Linked DNA regions of Triticum aestivum: region 1 is linked to region 2. Evidence: chromatin contacts called from public Hi-C data. All regions are on one chromosome and are shown on one strand. The core of a region is the stretch at or near the end of the contact, and the rest is flanking DNA. Distances in the headings are between cores, read along the strand shown. Region 1 holds the start of LOC123157423 (cryptochrome DASH, chloroplastic/mitochondrial). Region 2 has its middle 16 kb from the start of LOC123160057.

Region 1 (2,958 bases), core at 26-2,525, 230 kb before region 2:
GATCAGTATGTGGAATACAGTTAACTGAACCTGCCTTCGTTACACTTAGGCCCAGTGACTCCAGAGTCGGTATCGACCCCCACCCGCCGAGCTCATCCAGGCCGGAGCCCGGGGCCGGCCCGAGCGAAGGCGGCAGCTTGCCACAGCTCCGGACCGAGGACTTCGACTCGACCGCCTGCACGGCAGAAGCATCACATTTCATGAACAACACCCACCAACCTTACCATTACAATTTACAGAGGAATCAGGATGAATGGAGAGCACCTACCTTTCTGAACTGTGTGTACACGTCCGGCAGGTTGCTCACCGGGAACGGGAGATCGTCGGTGTGGTACATCGTCGCTCCCCAGACGAGCTGAAGCTTGGGGCTGAGAGGCCTATTATTCCGGCCAGAAGCTCCTCCCTGTCCTTGAGGGAGAACCACCTGCTCCAAGCCTCTGCGCACGAGGCGCTCCACGAGGAGCTCCTCGCTGCAGGTCTCCTTGTGGGCATAGACCTGAAGATCGACCGGGAAATTCAGTATCAAGCTGAAGCAATTAACCGGCTCGGTGGATATGATATTGTGCTGTGCAGATGGGGCTCTTACTGTGTGTGCACTGACGGCCTTGGCGATCGCAGGGAGGATGTCTTCAGGCTTGCCGTGCCGGACGAGCAGGTCGAGCCCGCGCTTCTGCAGGTTCCGCTTCAGGTCTCCCAGGCACTCTATCAGGAACTGCGCCCTCAATGCTGCAGCAATCGATCAGTCAGTCAGTCAGTCAGTCGGTCGGATCAATCGAGGTTCAGTGTCGTCGATGGCGTGGAAATTTGCTGTGATGTGCCTCGCCTCCGGTCTTGGGGAAGCCGAAGCGGTGGGTGGCGCCGGCGAGGGCGCGGGGGTCGACGCAGTAGACGGGGAGGACGACGCCGGAGGCCGCCCACGCGCGCGCCAGCGCCTCGTTGTCCAGCACCCGGAGGTCGCTCCTGAACCACACGACGGCCACGCCCCCCGCGCCGACTGCCCTCCGAAGGCCCGGCGAGGTGTGCCTCCGGAAGGCCTCGTCGGCCGCGGCCGCGGTCTCCTCGGCGCCGAGGGACGGCACCGCCGCCGCCAGCACGGCGCGCGGGGGGCGGAACGGGATCGAGCTCGAGGTCGAGGCGGCCATGGAGATGAGGGCGCGGAGGATGGCGGCCGGCGGTCTCGGGAGGAGGAGGAGTGATTGCGCGGCGGCGGGAGGGAAGGAGGAGGCGGAGGAGGAGAGGAGGTGGTGGTGGAGCATTTCGTGGACTGGGAGGTGAGGTTTTTGAGAGTTGAGGGGGGTGGGTGGAAGATGGGTGAGGGAGGAAGGTGGAGGGAAGAGCGGGGAGAGGTGCCACGTGGGGGAATTTGAGTGGTGCTACGTGGATGAATGTGAGCCTGGGGATATGGGTGATGGATAATGTGGGCCAGAGCACAGAGGTTTTATGAGGGTGGACCCGAACGGCAGCGTGTTGTTGTCATCATTTTCTTAAAGCAACTCGAATGGAGCGATTCAAATGGACGGCGATTTTGTCTGCTTTTTATTCGTTTGGGTCGGCCGCCCACCGGCATCCGCCCTGTTTAGATATGGGTCGGTAGCGCGCCGAACGCGTCGATTCATATGTGTCGGCGTGGCCGGCTGGCCGCCCTATTTTACATTGATGAATTTGCATTTAAACATATAGTCAAATAACATAGTTTGAACCGAGTAAAATAGCATGGTTTTACAAGCCCAATAAAAATAAAAATGACTCACATAGTTTTGCAAACGAATAAAATAAGATACATCTATTGGTTACCAACATGAACCCACATATGCTCAACCAAATCATTTTGCAGTTGCACGTGAGTTTCCCAATTACGCATGTCATGATGAAATTGGATGAATTGTTCAGACGTTGCCGCTCCTCCATGCTAAGGCACAACATTCTCACCCTGAAACTGAAACTCTTGATCATACAGACGTTTTGGGCGCTCGTCTTCTACGATCATATTGTGCATAATCCCACAATCAGTCATCACCTTCCACAGTTTCTGCGTGCTCCAGGTATTAGCAGGATACCGAATGATGCCCCGTCGAGATTGCGAAACACCAAAGGCACGCTCGACATCCTTCCTAGCACTCTCTTGCTCTTGGACAAATCTTTTCCTCTTCTCTCCGGCAGGGTTGGGTATTGTCTTACAATTCCACTGAGGATAGATATCGTCACCCAGGTAGTATCCTTTGTTTTAATTGTGGCCGTTGACAGTAAAGTTCACCGGTGGGATGTTGCCTTCAGCAAGCATAGCAAACACCGGCGAGCGTTGAAGCACGTTGATATCATTGTGTGATCCGACCATGCCAAAGAAAGAGTGCCAGATCCAAAGATCTTGAGACGCCACGGCCTCTAGTATGACAGTGCAAGCCCTGACATGGCCCTTATACTGTCGTTGCAAGCAGAAGGGCAGTTCTTCCACTCCCAGTGCATGCAGTCTATGCTATCAAGCATCCCTGGGAAGCCCCTGCTGGCATTCATCGCCAACAAACGGGTTGTATTTTCAGCAGTTGGCTCTCTCAAGTACTCAGGACCAAACAGAGCAATAACAGCCTTGCAGAACTTATACAGGGACTCTAGGCATGTAGACTCGCTCATACGAACGTACTCATCAATGAGATCACCGGGCACTCCATATGCAAGCATTCGGATGGCGACAGTGCATTTCTGATAAGAGGAGAAACCAATCTTGCCAACGGCATCCTCTTTGCACTCGAAATAGTCATCATAGCCGACCACCCCCTCTCTAATACGGTTTGAAAGATGCCTACTCATACGGAAACGGCGGGGAATTTTTAATGTTTGAACAACGGGTTTGTTGTATCAAAGTAGTCCTTCCAAAGAGGGAAATGCCCGCTCTCTCGGTTGCGATTCAACGCCGGAAGGTGGCCCGGAATGGAGTCAGGGAACAACGGCCGCTGGCTGTTG
Region 2 (3,120 bases), core at 205-2,704:
TGCAACTAGATTGATGTTTTAGACGTTAATATATTATTCCATAGATTTGGTCAAACTTAAAGTTTGACTTAGGACAAAACTAGAACTTCAAATATTTTGTAACGGAGGAGGTATTGTTGATTTTAAGTTTTTTCTTTTGTAAATATATGTAAAAGTTTCAAGTTGATGTTGGTATATGCTTCTTCTCAGCATATATCAGTTCTCATAATAGTTTCTTACTCTGTTGCATTACTCTTTTACTAATACATCTTTCCCCTACCTCTGTGTTCCTACTAGGTGTGAGCCAGACACGACAGTGTCACCAGCTTAGATGGAGTTTCGGATGGATTTCTTTGTGATGGGATGTTTCGGTGCATGGTATTTGCTCATAAAGTTCTGTATGATACCGTATGATGTCCCTTGGAGATGCTAGATACAGGAATTTAGGGAAGCATTGCTTCAAGATACCTCTAGCATAGTGGTTAAGTACAGCGATCTAGGGAAGAATTGCATCACGATACCCCTCTAGCAGTGGTTAACATAGAGCAAACTAGGGAAGAATATCTTCAGGATACGTCGAGCACAGTGGTTAACGAAATTGCTCTGCGTACGACTTCAAATGTACGAGTCACGTCCGACCCAGTGATCCAACGATTGATGTTGATGCATAGATTCGATCGGAGGGTGACTGAGCAAAGTCGTACAACATCGTACAAAAATTTATCATACGCCTAGCACTGCTCAGTGGTTAACATGCTTTACTGGCTTGATTTGTACAGATATCGCTGTCTTTTTGGTGCATGTCATGCTTTAAGTACTGATTTGTACTTCTACGAGGAAGTAATAGCAGTTTTTCTATGAATTTGATGTTACATCTTTTTTCGCATGCATTGTTTTTTTTAAAGCAATACGACTTTATTTCTCGGATAATAGATAGATAGAGAACTAAAATCAGGGATAGAGCCATCCCAAAAACTAGAAGATCTAGTACCATAGCTATGCTGAGGGCATGTACAATGGTTGATAAGATACTCTTATTTTAAATCTTACATGTAATTTAGAGATGACAAAAAAAAGCCTAAGCCTTATTTTCAATAACTAGCTATTCCTAAAACATGGTGAGATATATTGTGCTAAGAAATCATCTTTTGTCTTCTCTTAAATAAAAGAAGACAAGCCTTTTCTTATGAGTTTTCTTTCCTCCACCTCATCATTTATTCTACGTGGCACTCTTAAGATAGTACCAATATATATGCCCTTACCTAAACTATCAGAATGAATTGGAACATTTACATTTTTCCATGTCAAAGGGGTTTGACCGTGTTTGGGACGTTTCCTAACAATTTTGCCCGTCTTCATCTGTCACTTACATGTGGGTCAAGAAGAAAAAACTCTCTCTCTCTCCCCCTGTCTCTCTTAACCAATAAGAAAAAGAAAAGCAATCAGTCGCTGCCGCCTACTCTCCCGAATCTTCATCCCCCACCTATGCGTCCAGCCACCCCCTCACGCTGGCAAAGTGCTGCGCTCGGCCATTCCCACTGGAGCTCCGTGCCGGCCCGCCGCCACCAACCGCGCTTCCACCACCTGGTCCACCCCGCCATCGCCGGCCTTCCACAAACCGCGCCATGGCCGCCCTCTATTTTTCTGATGTGGCTCGGCCACTATCTTTGGAGGGCGCACGCGTGCAGATGGCCCAGCACCGGAGGTGCTTTTCGGTGGTGAAGTTCCCTTCCCTGCCCTGCATATCCATGACCAACAAAGAAAAACACATAGAAAAGAAAAACAGACCCAATAGCTTCTTTTAGGGGAAATTTTTATTTGAGGGGAAAATAAGAAAAACCACAGAAAACCGCGGCAAATAGGGATTTTTCTATCCACCGACCCATGGGCGGAATAGGTTTTTTTTGACCGCGGGGAGCACTAAATGGGCCGCCAGCCTGCGGGGGATTAAGAATAGGAGCACCGGGCTGGCCTTATCTAGGAATTGGACACGAAGAAGGAATCCATCTCCGGGACCGGAGCAGAGCTGCTAGGGTTCGCCTATAAATAGAAGCGAGGAGGCGCAGCCGCCCCACAAGTTCCCCGATTTCCCCTTGAATCAAGCCAACCCAATAAGCAAATCATCAAATTCCGTCCAGCCTCCGGTGATTAGATCCGACGAGGAGCGATGGCCAGCAGAGGGTCTCCGCCCAAGCTGTGCAGCAAGGCGGAGGACGCGGCCGTCTGCGGGGAGGGCAAGCGCAGCACCAAAAGGAAGGCTCCGGCGGCCGGCCGTCGCCGTCCGCGCAAGGGCTGCAGTTCCGACGGAGAAGCAGCGGCCTTCAAGAAGACGGAGGCAGATGCCGGCTTCTCCGAGGTAGGCAAGATCTCGAAGCAAAAGCAGGGGCAAGAGGAATCGGCCGAGGATTTCGACACTTTCATAGCTAAGCTGGAAGAGGAGCACGAGAAGTACTGGGGAGAGTATACGTCTGATGGCGTCAAGAGATTTGAGTACAAAGATTACTCTTCGTATCCGGTGACCGAAGACGGTTTCATCGTGCTGGGTGGCTGACTGCTCTCTGGATGGAGTTCCAATGTCGATGAAGATCTCGCCAATATGCGATGCTTTCTGTCAGTCTACTTTGGGTTTAATCTGATGTAGTGCCCGTCTGTGTTACTTATCCGGTGCCTTCTAGAGTACTCCTTCCGTTCCAAAATAGATGACTCAAATGTGTTATGTTGTGAATCGTTCTCTGCAAGTGAATACTACTCCCTCCGTTCCTAAATATTTGTCTTTTTGGAGATTCAAATGGCCTACCACATACGGATGTATATAGACATATTTTAGAGTGTAGATTCACTCATTTTACTCCGCATGTAGTCACTTGTTAAAATCTCTAGAAAGACAAGTATTTAGGAACGGAGAGAGTACTATTTTATTATCATCGGAATTTGTTCGTATGACACTGTTCAATACTTTCTCTGTACTAGAATGTCACCCTCTGTTTGGAATACCACATTATCCTAGGGCTGGTATCTGAATAGCGGATATCTTAATTTTGGGCCTTTTTCATATTTCTATCTTCTCAGTGGATGTTTCATCTGGCCTCAATGCCTGCAGCTCGTGGTGAAGTATTTACTATGGTGAAGCAATAAGTGGAA

Evidence for each region. A called contact is a pair of places that touch in the nucleus more often than the background predicts.
Region 1: a contact with region 2 is called in a Hi-C map of leaf, with 3 times the contacts expected there. The contact joins the promoter of LOC123157423 here to the enhancer-like site in region 2. A contact is called at or near these places in 4 of 5 Hi-C or Micro-C datasets (leaf, root and an unstated tissue).

The regions. Positions count from the first base shown.
Region 1 is chr7B:666,243,845-666,246,802 of IWGSC CS RefSeq v2.1, reverse strand. It overlaps LOC123157423 (cryptochrome DASH, chloroplastic/mitochondrial), which reads right to left and starts at 1,275. Exons shown (of 12, transcript XM_044575701.1): 1 at 824-1,275; 2 at 587-726; 3 at 269-496; 4 at 31-175. The coding sequence starts at 1,256.
Region 2 is chr7B:666,013,160-666,016,279 of IWGSC CS RefSeq v2.1, reverse strand. No RefSeq gene overlaps it. Among protein-coding and RNA genes, the nearest start is that of LOC123160057, 16 kb to the right of the region's middle. Within about 2 kb of position 1,454, at least 8 of the 8 cell types and tissues checked have an H3K27ac peak or open chromatin away from gene starts, as enhancers often do. A contact at or near this core is called in leaf and root, where this site is marked.